Regions from separate parts of the Pan troglodytes genome. Here region 2 is linked to region 1. A link is a contact called in public Hi-C data. All regions are on one chromosome and are shown on one strand. Each heading gives the region's core, a stretch centred on a gene start, on an enhancer-like site or on the middle of the called end of the contact. The rest is flanking DNA. Distances are from core to core; before and after follow the strand shown.

Region 1 (2,700 bases), core at 98-2,597:
TCCGCAGGCTGCAGGGCCAGCAGGGGTGCAGGAGTCGGCTGCAGGCCTGAGCTGAGGCCCGCCCCAGGCCACTGCGCTCTCTCTTCTCCACCGCACCCACCCGAGACGGCTTCCGAGGATAGAGGCACCTGCTGGGTTGGTGCTCCCAATAGGCCAGCACAGACCTGACACTCTTCCATCCCCCTGAGCGCCCCCCATAGGTGACCCTTCAGAGTGGGCAGCCAGACGCCCTCTTCGGCCATCCCCGAGTGGAAAAGGGATGGAGAAGCGTGATGGGGACAGGGTTCTAGGAAGCTGGGGTCCTAGGAACTCTCGCCAACCGCCTCGCTTCTGAGCCCCGCAAGGCAACCGCCCCCCTACTCCAGCCGCGCGTCACCTGAGCTACCTGTAATGCCCACTGCACCGGCGGCGCCAACCTGAGCTCCTGCCCGTTCTCGACGTGACTGGGAGGCTTCAGGTCCTGCCAGAGGCGGTTTGTCAGGTAACAATCATCCCCCCAGTGTTTTGACAACACAAATCTGAAAGAGGAGTCAACTTAGAAAAACAAAATAAAATAAAACTCTTTAGGGGACGGCGTCTTCTTAGCTGCAGCCCTGGCGGCATTCCCAACAGTGGAAAGTCTTAACGTTCAGGGCCCCGGGGGTTGCGCTGCGGATTTGGGGGCAGAAAGCTCACCTCAGGGCCCTCCTGGCACTTCGCAACCAAGGCGCCCCGGATCCAGGTCCATGCTGGGCGGAGTGGACCGCGAGGGGTAGGCGACCAGACGCGAGGCCACGAGGGGAGCCTCGGGCCAGGAGGCAGAGCAGGTCCGGGACCGTGGAAGTGAGAGCCGCGCGCACTGCCCGGAGGAAGACCCAAGCCGCGGGCGCCACCATCCTGACCTCCCCACTTCCCTGCGACTTCCGGATTGGACACAGGGGCCGGGCCTCCTCGGGGTGCACAGCGGGGCAGGCTGTGAGTCCCCTAATTGGACCCGGCCTGGCCTGACCGCGGGAGGCCTCTGCCTAGTCCGTGCGGGTGGAGAAGGGGGTGGGGGCGGGGTAGTGGCTGGAAGGGGCGGGGGCCGGGCAGGGGCGAAGACGGTGGCCGGGGACGGTGGGAGCCGGCCGGAGCCGGGCAGGGGACGTGGCTCCGAGTGGATGGGAGTGGGAGGGGTGCGCGCCGGGGCACGCAGCGCGGCCGGGCTGGGCTGCAGGTCCGCGAGCCGCGGGCTGGGGCCGGAGCTGCTAGAGAGGCGGCTGCGCCACAAAAGCCTGCCGGTCCCTCCCGCCGCCCGCCTCCGTCGCCTCCGCCCTCCCCCGCCTCCCTCCCGTCTCTCTGCCCCTCCCCCGGCCGCGGCCAGGAGGCTGCAGCGGGCGGAGCAGGGGAGGGGCGGGCCCCCGAATATGCAGATGAGCGCGTGATGGACAGCTGCGCGTTCCAATGTCCCTCGGAAACTCGAGCGCTCCTTCCTCAACTCCTCACTCCCGACTCCAGACTCCCCCAAACCCCGACCGCCGGCCTGGCGCGCGGCTGCGCCCACCGGCTCCGCGCTGCTGCCGCCGCCACCGCCACCCCGCCGCCGCCCCGGCCCGCGGGCCGCCCAGGCTAGTACCCGGGCCGGCCTGCCTCCGCCCGCCGTCCGGGTGCCCGCCGCCGCGCCGCGCCCCGGCCGGGCGTGGATGGAGGGCGCCGCGCGCCCTGCCCGCTGCTCGGCGTGACGCGGGCCCCGCGCCCCGCGCCCACCATGTCCTACCCGCAGGGCTACCTGTACCAGGCGCCCGGCTCGCTGGCGCTCTACTCGTGCCCGGCCTACGGCGCGTCGGCTTTGGCGGCTCCGCGCAGCGAGGAGCTGGCGCGCTCGGCGTCGGGCTCGGCGTTCAGCCCCTACCCGGGCTCGGCGGCCTTCACGGCGCAGGCGGCCACCGGCTTCGGGAGCCCGCTGCAGTACTCGGCCGACGCCGCCGCCGCCGCCGCCGGCTTCCCGTCCTACATGGTAACCGGGCGCGGGCGGGACGCGGGACTCCTGGGCGCCGGGACCCAGACGGGGCGCAGGCGGAGCGGGGCTCGGGTTCGGCGGGCGGGGGCCGCCGGGAATGTGGCGCGGCTGGCGACTCAGGAGTCGCCGGCTCGGTTGGCCGCCCCGCAGGCTGAGCCGGGCCCCGGGTGGGGAGGGCAGCGCGGCCGGCGGGGACGTCCCTGAGCCCGGCCGGGACCCGCGCGCCCCCCGCGCGTCCCCTCGGCTCGCCGGCTGATTTTCTCTGAGAGCCTGGGAAGTGCGTCTCCGCCGGGGCCGGGGTCTGGCGCCGTTTGTCCCTGGTTCCCGCACCGCAGCCTGGGGAGGCGTTGGGAGCGGGCTGTGTGCTCGCCTGCATTGGCGTGGGGCGCGAGGGTCCGCGTCACTGCGGCCTCTGGGCCGACGGCCGGGCGGTTCGCATTCACTCGCGGGGCTCAGGGCGGTGGGGGTCACCGAGTGAGGCCCAGGAGCCGAGCATTCAGCTGCGGCTCCGGAGTCCGGCCCGAGGCGCCCAGGTTTCGGCCTTACTCTGTCCAGCGGACCACGCTTTCAAATATCGTGCTTGCGGGCGTGTGACCCGCTAAGGGCCGCCTGAGTCCTCCGTGGCCCGAGCGCAGCTCCTGCTCCGGCGACCTGGGGGCGGCTCGCGAGTCTCGAGGTTACTGAGCTGGGCCAGGCCCGGGCCGCGGCGAAGCACGTTACGG
Region 2 (2,923 bases), core at 281-2,780, 830 kb before region 1:
GGCTGCCTCCCAGGGCCCCGCGCCCGCCGCACAATTCACCAGCCGTCCGAAGTTTAAGCACCGACCTTGCAGTCAGACCAAGGAAAATGGATGATTTGGACCGGCAGACAGGCCAATGCCCCCGCGGAGAATTCAGTGTGCAGCCGCCTGCCCCCACATCTAACGCCCACTGGGACGGAAGACTAAGAGGACACCATTTGTTTTAAACCAAGGGACACTGTTTTCTTTAATCCTCCATTATGTAACGAAGGAAGAAAAGTGCTTTTCTTTCCGTGCAAATGAAATGAAAACTTTGGCAACTTACAAAAGTAAAATCAAACACCGTTTCAGACACCAACACATTACTGCAACTTAATTTTTGTTTAATCTCAAATTCGCACTCACGCCGTGGAGAGACCTCTCCATCCCTTTGGACCTCTATTGTTAAGATTATTTTGATTGACTCTACTAGGCTTAAAAGGGGTCTGTCTGGCAAACTCGGATACAACTATCTCGGAGCTGCTAAAGAGGGAGAAAACCAAGTTTTCCAGACTCGGTTCGAAAACTAAAGAGGCCGCGCGAGTGGAACCCGCGGCCAGGAAGGGAAGTCCTGCTACGCTACGCCGGGCCGACCTGCAGGAACCCCGTGGGCCTGCCCGGGCGCCCTGGCCGAGCCAGGCGAGTTTGCCCCCGACCTCCAGCGCAGGCACCGCTCCCCGGGCCTGCTTCTGCGGCCTCTCTGAATTCTCTCGCTACCCGCTCCCTGGCCCGGGCCTTCCGCTTTCCCAGGCCGAGATGGCCCAGCCGTCACCCGCCCGGCCTTCCAGCCCTCTTGCGTCCCCGGGGGCCGCGGCCTGGGCCACCGGGAACCTGCCCCCGGACCTTTCTAGTTCCTCTTCCGGACCAGGTCCACCCGTAGTCTCTCCCTCCCGGGCGACCGGCCACCCTTGCCCTGGCGCGGGTGAGACAGAGGAGAAGCGGGGGAGGCCGGGCGCACTCACCATCTGCGAGAAGAGGCTGAGATCCGCGGCGTAGGGCAGGAAGGCGCTGTAGTTGGGCGCGCCCGCGTACGGCCCCGCCGCCGCGTACATGCCCAGCACCGAGGTGACTGCAGCCGCGCCTGCCCCGCCGCCCAGCTCCGCGGCCCCCGGTCGGCCCGACGAGGCGGCGGCAGCCGCCGCAGCGGCCGCGGCCAGCACCCCCGGGCGCTCGCCGCCGTAGGCGCCCGGCCCCGCGGCGCTCAGGTACTGCGGGTATCCCAGCTGCGGGAAGGACATGTCCGCGGACTCGGCGACCGCCGCAGCGGGCGAGTATTAAAGGCTCGGGGAGGGAGGCGGAGGCCGGCCGGAGGGGGTTGCAGGGGGCGCCGCGAGGGGTCTAGGGAGGAGCGGGCGGCCGGCCGGGCGCGCTCGGGCGGGCCGGGAGATGGAGGCCGGTCGCGGCTCCTCTGCCCGGTGCTCGCAGGCGCCCGGCTCCCGGCTGCGCCCGGATCCGCAATCGCGCGCCGACTGCGGCGGCCGCCCTCCGCTCGGCGGCGGGGCTTTCAGACACAATTTGAAGTTGATGCTTTGATTGGCATCCCCTTGAGCGCAGGCCCCGCCCCTGGCTCCCCTCCCGCCCCGTCCCTGCCTCCCGCCCGCCCTCGCCGGCCGCTCCCGCCCCTCCCGCGAGCACGTGGTGCCCCGTGCCGGCCCGGCCAGCTACTCTCGCGGTGGGCGCGCGCGTCGGGGCGGCGGGGTGTGGGCCCGGAGGCCGTGGGCTCCTTCCCGACCAGCCCCCGCAGCTGTCTGACAACCTGTCGACACGGGTTTACAGCTGTCTGACACCGGGTTTGCAGTTTCGCGGCCGAGGTGTGTCCCCTTTTTAACAAAAACAACTTGGCGCCTGCTTTTCTACTGTTTGGGCAGCGGGGAAGGGGCCGGCGGCCTGGACGCTGGTGACAGCGAGGGGGGAGCGGCTTCTCCCCCGAGTCCCGCGCGGCCGGGGCCTCCAGGGGACATCTTTGGCAGAAGTGCACCCGGACGCTCTCCGCGAGCCACTGAACCCGCGTGGCGTGACACCCCCGACTCCAGATGCGGGTTCCCGTGGGCCCCTACTGGGTAGTAACCGATCGTCTGCCAATGACCGGCCTCGCCGCCCTTGGGGAAGCGGGGAGCGGCCGAGCTCTGCGGGCTCTTTCAATTGTGCAAACTTTGAGCGAGGGCAAATCCCGCGGAGAAGTCGCCAGCTCGGGGGAAGCAGGCGCAGTCGGCGCCGCGGGTTCTCGGAGGGAGGGGTGGGGGAGACGCGGGGGGAGGGGCTTTCTCTTCACCCAGAAAGCCCCCTGGCAGCCGGAGGGAAACATCCCCCGCGCCCCCGCGAAGGGGGAAGACGGTGTGGCCTGGACGCCCGGTTTGTCCACCAGGTGTGCAGAGGCAGACAGGAAACTTGTGTGGAACGCGCGAACCCGAGTCGGCGCAGCCGCCAGACCGGCAACGGAGCGGCCTCTTGGGTCCAAGTCCCGCGTCCCTCTTCTCCCTGCGTCTCCCCTCTCCATCCTCAGCCTCGTCCGGCTACAGGACGCGGCCAGGCGCGGCGCACTTGAGATGGTCTCCGTGTCGCCGCGGCCCTGGCCGTGCGGCTCCCGGGAGAAGATGCCAAGTGCACGGGCCTCCTCGCCTCCCTGAGCCTGGGAAGGAGCTGGCAGGCCACTTCCGCGCCTCGTGGCTGGAGAGCTCCGGACGGTGCCGTGGGGAACCGGGTACCAGTCCCGGCTCCCGGGGCCACTATGCGAACCACCTCCTACGCAGAGCCGGGGCCGGGAGTTCACCCCGCTGCCGCTCTCCAGCACACCGGACTCCGCGGGAATTTCAGCAGCGCACTCTGGCGTCTTCCCGGCTTTAGGCCGGGTTGGGGCTACGGGATGAAGGCGGCCATCGGGCCAGAGTCGGCATGCTGTTCTGCT

What was found. Hi-C and Micro-C count contacts between places; a contact is called where the count stands out from the background.
Region 2: a contact with region 1 is called in a Hi-C map of stem cell-derived neural progenitor cells, with 9 times the contacts expected there. The contact joins the promoter of IRX1 here to the promoter of IRX2 in region 1. A contact is called at or near these places in 4 of 7 Hi-C or Micro-C datasets (induced pluripotent stem cells, a lymphoblastoid cell line and stem cell-derived neural progenitor cells), 1 of 1 datasets of contacts at active chromatin or transcription factors (stem cell-derived excitatory neurons) and 1 of 1 other capture datasets (stem cell-derived neural stem cells).

Annotation. Positions count from the first base shown.
Region 1 is chr4:3,426,098-3,428,797 of NHGRI_mPanTro3-v2.0_pri, reverse strand. It overlaps IRX2 (iroquois homeobox 2), which reads left to right and starts at 1,347. Exons shown (of 5, transcript XM_009448773.5): 1 at 1,347-1,975. The coding sequence starts at 1,727. It overlaps IRX2-DT (IRX2 divergent transcript), which reads right to left and starts at 1,284. Exons shown (of 3, transcript XM_009448769.5): 1 at 676-1,284; 2 at 386-518. The coding sequence starts at 875.
Region 2 is chr4:4,257,540-4,260,462 of NHGRI_mPanTro3-v2.0_pri, reverse strand. It overlaps IRX1 (iroquois homeobox 1), which reads right to left and starts at 1,530. Exons shown (of 4, transcript XM_016952920.4): 1 at 981-1,530. The coding sequence starts at 1,256.